2 separate regions of the Cricetulus griseus genome follow, and region 1 is linked to region 2. The links are chromatin contacts, called in public Hi-C maps. All regions are on one chromosome and are shown on one strand. The core of a region is the stretch at or near the end of the contact, and the rest is flanking DNA. Distances in the headings are between cores, read along the strand shown. Region 1 holds the start of Babam2 (BRISC and BRCA1-A complex member 2). Region 2 holds the start of Fosl2 (fos-related antigen 2).

Region 1 (4,062 bases), core at 1,205-3,704, 430 kb after region 2:
ATCACATCAACACTACTTGGATATTCATAGAGCTGGAGGAGAGAGTGCATGAATTCCTAATAGACTTCTAAATGAAAGCTGCTACTTTAGAGGTGAATAAGTCAATTCAAATGATCATTGTCTTTCTCAATCTGAAAGGTTAATCCCACATTGAAAGCTAATTAATTTCCACTCAGTTACAATTATGAGTACCTGCTGTTCTGGTTCTAGTTTCTACACACTATGGCACATAGGGACTTACAAACTCTGCTAAATTGAATACTTGTTTTATCATTTTAGATAGTTATAAAGAAATGACTACAGAGATCTTTCCAAAAAAAATACCATGATGCCACCCAGAAATATTTCTGAAGTGGTTAAGCTGCATACTGTGTACTTTAGTCTCCAAATGAATCTTTTCCAACTCCTTGGAAGTCCTATGGACTTCCTCATACCATTCTAATACACCATCCCAAGGCAAGAGTAAATGTTCCCTCAACTGTACTGTCTAACATAAAAAAAAAAAAAAATACACATTTTAGGGCACTTCAATACTTATCAAGCACTTCTATATGCCGTGCTGCCATTTACAACCTGTATCTTCCAGACGACAGGGGTAAATGCTTTTTGAATAATATACTACCCACACTATCACCTTGAAGACTTTTCTTTCTAAATTCTGCAGCACTTCCACCTGATTCCTACCAATACCGACGTCACAGTTCCTGAAGGGGATGCTTACTTACATCACATGCAAAGCACAGAAGTGGTCATCTGGTAGAAGCAAACAGAAAGACTGCTCATGACGATGACTAATTTTTTTTTCTCACAGTACCCACTATTTTATCTTTCTCTAAGAAAGAGAAACAAAACTAGCACATTCTAAACATCACATATGAGCTCTCTGTTACTCACCTTTCTGTACAGCTATCCACCACCATCACCCCTCCAGGTAGTTTCTTACTGACTATTGTTTCCATTTTATAAATACAAAGTTACTCAATGTCACACACAGAGCCAACATAAGGACTAGAATTCAAATCCAGACCTCTCTCAAAGTCCACTATTGCTAACTTCCTTGGCCACTAAAGAAAGCATCAGGGTGGATTTTTTTAAAGCATACACTTTGTCAAATAGGAAGACATGGTCATGAATTTGTACACTAGAAAGCAGCTAGGCTACTGCTGACCAGTGCCGACGCTAGCCTGAATGATTCACTAGTTAAATGCCAAAAGAAACAAACCTACTCCAGATGCCAAACCACGCTAGTGATTATAACAACCCTTTCCACTTCAGCAAGTGTCAAGACTTTAGGATCATACCCGAGGGAATGGATTTCTGCTTTTATTTCCAGAGCAGCCATATGCAGTTTTTAGACAGTGAAAGGTTTTGTGCAGATTAAATATGTTTCAGTTGTGAAGTATAAATTCTCTAATAAAGAAGGAAAACTATACTGACTCCAAAATGAGGAATTTGAAAAACAAAAAAACAACAAAAAAAAATGATGGACCTTTGGTACAATATGCAGAGATACAGGTTGGAAATACCACACACACACACACACACACACACACACACACACACCCTCTTTTACACATAGCACATTATAACGGATCCCCGAAGGGCAGAAATTTTTGGTGGCCAGTCTTTCATGAATGTTTGCTTTGCAATTTGTATTTCCTGATTTTGACGTATTGCAGAAGGAAAAATGCAAATATATACTTTTATAGAAATCTGCTGCCGCAAGGTAAGGTCACATGAGGTCTTTTGGTGGGCTGGCTATCTGGGGAGTACAAAGACGTAAAAAGCACCGATCCGGCTCTTGCTATTAGGAGGATGACAAACACGGAAACATGTGCCCCGTTGACGTCATGGAACGGAAAGGGGTGGCCGCCTGCTGCATCACGTTCGCGTCATATGGCGCACGAGGGAAGTTACTGTGGGGGAGCCATTTCTCCAACTGGGCAACAGCGGGGAGGGACGGGGAGAGCGAGCCGGTTCAGATCCGAAGAATGGCCACCCATTCTGAGGAAAACCTAAAGAGATCCAACCCTTTCTCCCAAACTGTATGATTCCCCCCATCTAGCGCAAAGGAAGCAGGCTTCTTCAGGGGCCGGGAGTGAGCAAGGCACGTGGGGAGAGAGAGCAGCCCCGGGTCTTGGGGGCTGGTTCTTGAGGGGATCCGCGTGCTGGGAGCGAGCAGGGCATCTTTGGGACGCGGGCCTTCTCTTGAGGAAGAGGCAAGCGCTCTGGCCATACTCAAACATGGCTCTCGGCGCCACCTGTGCGACTGAGATCCAACCTCCCCGCACCAGCCCGGGTCCAGGTACCTGGAACTTAGTCCGATCAGTAACCGGCGACTAGACGGGGTACAGGTTACCCGAGCGCGCCCCCGACCGACGCACCGACCTGCGCGCGAACCGCGGGCCGGATGCGTGCGCGCTCCCCCGGACGTCCCGCCCCCTCCGGAGCCGGGCGGGCGTGCGCGTGCCCGCGCCGAGCCCAGCCGGAAGCTAAGGAAGGCGGCCGGGTAGCGCCTGAAGCTTCCCCGCGGCTCCGGCCTCGGGTCGGGCGAGCGACGCCGACTCTCGCCGTGGCGGCCGAGCCCTGTGCTGTGAGGCGGGGCGGGAACGTGGGTCCTAAAGAGCCGGGAGCCGCCGGAGGCCCGGGCGGTTTCACGGGCATTCGGGTGGGCGACCCGAGCAGGCGAGGGGGACGGCCGCGGCGTGAGGGAGGAAGGAGCGACGTCTCTGGTGGCGGGGTCAGGCAAAGGGCAAAGGGCAGCGTCCGGGTCGAGCGAGGTAGTAATGGCGGCGTCCGGGGAGCCCGGGAGGCCGTGGCAGGAGGAGGTGGCGGCGGCGGCGGTGGTGGTGGTGGGTTCCTGCATGACCGACCTGGTGAGGTTAGTGCGGGGCCGCAGCGCAGGGTCTCGGGAGGGCGACCCCGGGCCTCGGGTCTGTGGGCACCCACCGTGGAGCTTTGCTGTGAGCTTCAGGTGTCCACAGCGCCACTCCTGACGTGGACACCTGAGGACACGGGAAGGAAGGGACGGGGCGCCGCTCCGTGAAAGCTCTGATGCCGAAAGACACCCCCACCCCTCCCCAAACACCTGAACCTGGTTTTTGGCTACGCTGCCCGGTGACATTTTAACCTCTGAGAATGCACCTACCCTACAGGGTTGTGAGGACAACCACCCCCAACTGGGCATTACTCGATTTGAACACATGTGAAATAAGGCGTCGAGGCAAAAAGGCACACACACCTTTTCACTCTGTCGATTGTTGGCATTCCTGCAGTGTTTCGTGTTTACAGTTTTATGTAGAAATGAGCCGTGGGTCAACCTTGTGGTAAACCCAAGTGTGAGTCCAAAACAAAAAACACCACACATAAGAATTGTAACTACTAAAAAAAACTATGATCGGATAGTGATGAAAAATATGCTAAATGAAAATAGTTGAGTTAGATTGTAAGAGATTTCCTTCTGATTTGTCATCATTGTTTTTATGAAAACAGCTTTTTAAGCATAAAAGTATACATGTTGTAGAAAAATAATTCCAAGAAGGTCCATACCACTCCAATTCTGTTTATGTTAATGACCACATTTCTAATACAATGCAACTTAATATCATTTTTAAATGATTAAGTATGCAACGATTAAGACCTCATCTGTCCCTAAATCTTTTTCCAAATGATAACAGAGAACCTTGAAATAAGGCCTTGGTGTAATCAAAGTAACCAAATCCTTGCAGCAAACTACCTATATCTACTTTAAAAAATAGCTCCTGGGTCTTCATTTATTCGACTTAAACTTGCCAAAAACATTTATAAATTGTCATCAGGGTCATCAAGATGGCTTAGGACAGTGGTTCTCAACCTGTGGGTCGTGACCCTTTGGGGGTCAGAATATTGGGTATTTACATTACAATTTGTAACAGTAGCAAAATTACAGTTATGAAATTACAACAAAAGTAATTTTATTTTTTGAGATGGGGTTTCTCTGTGTGGTCCCAGCTGTCCTGGAACTCACTGAGACTTGCCTACCTTTGCCTCCCAAATGCTAGGATTAAAGACTTGCTCCACCAC
Region 2 (3,873 bases), core at 616-3,115:
TGTGCTACACAAGTCAGGTACCCCACCAGCACCACCACTTCACCAGTACCCGTTTGGTATCCTACAGACACACGGAGTGCGGGCAGAATCCCTCCAATGGAAACCAGTCTGCCTGCTTTAGAAACAAGTTGTTTTTCTACTTCTAAAACCACTACTCAGGAGCCCAAGTGATGTCTCGTTCTCCCTCTTCTTTCTGCCAGCTTCTTTGCCCCAGGTATCCCCAAGCCCCCCAAGGTTCTGCTCTCCGGGACAGTACAGGTTCCTGCCCAACCCTCACCGGAAGCTGGGAGGGGGGTGAGCACAAGAGGTGTCAAGAGCCAATCAAAGCCAGCTTCTTCCTTCCTGACCTTCGCACCTGATTCCCAGAGGCAACCCTAGCCCTCCCTCCGGATCACTTGAAGGAGCCCAACCGTATTTCTGAGTCCCCAACCCATTTCAGAAAGCTGCTAAGACCGAAGGAAAACAGAAAAAGGAAAGGCTAAAAGGCCTTCGTTGTATGGTCTTTGACGATTGGGAGGGGACTTAGGAGGCGCAAAGATTTCCTTGTCTATCCACCACCGAGAAAGGGGAAGGTGGAAAAGGAGGGGAGAGCGTTCGGAAGGAGGCAACAGGCTTCCAAGAGGGGACCAACAATTCCAGAAGCTTTTCTGGAATAAAGTGAGAGAAGCCGGAGAGGGGGGTTGTTATTGGCTCTTTAAGCCCACTCTCCGCTTGTTTAAAAAAAAAAAAAAAGTGGTGGGGTGGGTGGGGCGGAACAGAACAAAACCCCACAACTTATCAACGGTGGCCCCTAAGTATTTTTCTAGCCCAGCCAAGGAAGGGTAAAGACGGAGGTTGGGGATGGAGGCAGTGAGAGCGAGGAGAGGGCAAGGAGTCAGCCGGTGCCGCCAGGTGCACCCGGGCCCGCACGTACCTGCTGGCCGCCGCCACCGCTGGAGTAGGACTCGGCGTGCGCAGGAGAGCCGCTGCTGCCCCGGGACGAGGTGTCAAAGTTCCCGGGATAATCCTGGTACATGATCCGCGGTGGGGGCCGGAGAGGAAACAGGGTGGTTTTCTTCCCCGCCCTCGCCGCGGCCGCGCAGTCTGCTGCGCGCTCGCTGGTCCACCGGCCCCGCCGCGGGCTGGGCTCTTGGCTCCGGGGCTGTCCCCCAACCGAGGCAGACAGGGAGGCGGCGACACTCGGGAAGTGATCCCCCGATCGCCGCGCACCGCACTTCGTTTCTGCTCTGCAAGCTCCGCGGAACCGGCTGTCCACCGGGTCCCTCCCTCTAAAAAGTCGGCGCGTCCCTCGGTCCCTCCCCTGCGCGCGCCCTTCCGCCCCCGCGCGCAGCCGGAGCTCCGCCGGGACCCACGGGCTGGATCAAAAATGGGCAACGCAAAAAAGACTAGGAGCCCAGCGGGTGTTGCTTGGCAGCTCTGGGGGACTCCCTCCCCAATCTCACAGGGCGCCAAAAAGGCGAAAAAGAAAAGCTGCCGGTTGGGAGAAACTTCTGTTTCCTCCTTTTAGAAAAGGAGCCCGAGAATAAACTTCCTGTGGCCAACTCGCCGCCTGAGTTTCCCGGCGACTCGGACACTTGACTTAGGACAAGGCAGTGAGCGCCTGTCCAGCTGCCCGGATCGCGCCGGCGGGACAGTGCCCGTGGGGTTCCAGGCTGAGCAGTGCTAAGAGGGACGTGGCTCCGCGTCGCAGTGACCTGCACCCGGTGTCCGCTCCAGGACGAGCTGGCCTCGAGCGTCTTGCCTCGCTTCGCCCTCCCTCTCTCTCTTTCTCCCCCTTTCTCGCTCTCTCTCTCTCTCTCTCTCTCTCTCTCTCTCAGTCCCTGCCGAGCGCAGCTCGCTGTCTCGCTTCAAGCCCCTGCGTTCTGCCCGAGATGAGTCACTACAATGGCACGAGTTCAACTCCACACTCTTTATTCTCCAGCCCCGCACCATGTGGATCGACTCACGTCAACGCTAGACTCCACCTTGCTGGGAGGAGCTCTCGAGGCGGCGGGGGAGGAGGCCCGGGACCAGGAGGAGGAGGAGGAAGAGGCGCGGGAGGGGAGGAGGCGGGCACGGCGCTCCCCTCCCAGCCCTGCTCGCGGTCACGCTGACGCCAGCCGCACACCCCGCGCAAGAAAGGCGGGTGGTGGTGAGGGTGGGAGCGTGCGGCCCTGGCACTTTGGGGGCGCCGAGGCCGCTTGAGTTCTTGCCGAGCTCCTCCACCCCCCGGGGCGCAGCGCCCTTGGTCTGTTCCATTGGCGCACGTTGCCAAAGATGGTCATTTGCGTTAGAGGACGCGAGTGCGGGTTTCCTCGCTTTCGGGTGACGTGGAGGGAGAGGGATTCCCTTGCCCGCTCCCAAGCGCGCACCCACCATCCCCACCCCAAAAGAAAGGGGCGCGGGGCGGGGCCCCGAAAGCGGCCTCGCGGGCTCGGGCCCCGGGTTTTAGAAAACAATCGCAGCCCTGAAGCCGAGACGGGTGGCTCAGTGCGGCGCCACAGCGAGGCCCAGAGCCCGGCGCTCAGAGCCGCTCGCGGGGAGGGCGCGGCCGTGCGCAGTCGTCCGCACCCTCCGCGGCGCCGCCCGGTACAGCAGGCGTCCTGGACGCACCGGGCACCCGCGCCGCCCTGCGGCCGGGTCTTGGCGGGGTGCGGCACGGCGCCGCCAGGCGGGGCTGGCCTGCCCATTTCCCCCTCGGAGCCTGGCTGCCCACTGCTTCCCTTTTGTATGTGTGTGCTCTTGGGTTTTTTGTTTGTTTGTTTGTTTTTGTTTTTTATTTTGACCTTCCAATTAATTTGCTAGAAGTGCTATTGAAGATGAAACTAGCTAGCGAGACATTGCGGGAGTCCCCTGTGCTAGACAATTTGGTCGCATCTAATAGCAGCAACCAGGCCTTAAAAGCAAACCAAGCTGTTCAAACAAACAAACTGGGGGGCCGAGAGATGTACCCCAAGTTGCCTTGAGCTGTTTTGGAGCAAAGTTCAGGGCACGCGTGGCCGGACTCCTGGCTCTTCCCGCCTTGCTGGGCGGGGTGGTGCACAGGGTAAAGAGCGCAGGCCTTGGAGTATGAACGCCTGGCCATGCTATTTACGAGCTGTGAGATCTTGGGCGAGTCTGCAGTCTCAATTTCCTTCTGTATAATGAAAGGTTTGGAGCGGACGACCTTCTGAAGCTCTTGTCTGCTCCGGACTTCCAATCATCCTAAGAGAAGGTACCATGCTAAGTGTTGTACCAGGAGTTGAGGAACTCTTTCTTTTGAGGCTCAGGTAGCACAGGCTGTCCCCGAACTCCGTATATGTCTTAGATAAGCCTCCACCTCCCGAGTGCTGGGATTACAAACCAGTAATTACGCCCAGTTTTTAACCATCCTAGGCAGCACATCTGTATCCTAAAGATCTTTTTGAGGAGTGACTAGGAAGGTGAGTTGTTGGGGGTTCACTGGGGATTTTGAAGCGCTATGCATCTGCTATTTCACATCCCAGTCCCAGTCCTCAGTTTCCTTATCTGTGAAGTGGGGGCGTAACTAAGGAAAGAAAAATAAGAGTCGGGAACTCGAAGCTTTCCCGGGGCTCTATATAAAGCTCTGGCGTTTCCGGGATGGCTGGCGGCATCTGGCCGCCCCAAGGGCCCCAAGATACGGTAATCCCAAACAATACTCGGGGTCATTGTTTACAGTTATAAAACACATTCTGTCCCGAGCTCCATCCCCAAGGACTTGTGCGCATGGTGAGTCGAGGTGGCCAGACTCCTCTCATTTCTGCAGCTGCTCTCCCAGCAGAGCGCAGTTCTGCAGGCCCGCGACTGGGGTGTGGGGCAGGCGTACACGCACCAGCCGTGGGTGCCTGGCTTTTTTTCCCCTTCATCCCTGCGTCCTGGCCTGCCTGGGTGTTT

What was found. A called contact is a pair of places that touch in the nucleus more often than the background predicts.
Region 1: a contact with region 2 is called in a Hi-C map of fibroblasts, with 5 times the contacts expected there. The contact joins the promoter of Babam2 here to the promoter of Fosl2 in region 2. A contact is called at or near these places in 4 of 8 Hi-C or Micro-C datasets (the CHL-YN cell line, the CHO-K1 cell line and fibroblasts).

What each region holds. Positions count from the first base shown.
Region 1 is chr7:12,764,680-12,768,741 of CriGri-PICRH-1.0, forward strand. It overlaps Babam2 (BRISC and BRCA1-A complex member 2), which reads right to left and starts at 2,455. Exons shown (of 12, transcript XM_027424426.2): 1 at 2,310-2,455. Rbks (ribokinase) reads left to right here and starts at 2,652. Exons shown (of 8, transcript XM_027424429.2): 1 at 2,652-2,881. The coding sequence starts at 2,787.
Region 2 is chr7:12,336,931-12,340,803 of CriGri-PICRH-1.0, forward strand. Fosl2 (fos-related antigen 2) reads right to left here and starts at 1,866. Exons shown (of 4, transcript XM_027424424.2): 1 at 914-1,866. The coding sequence starts at 1,015.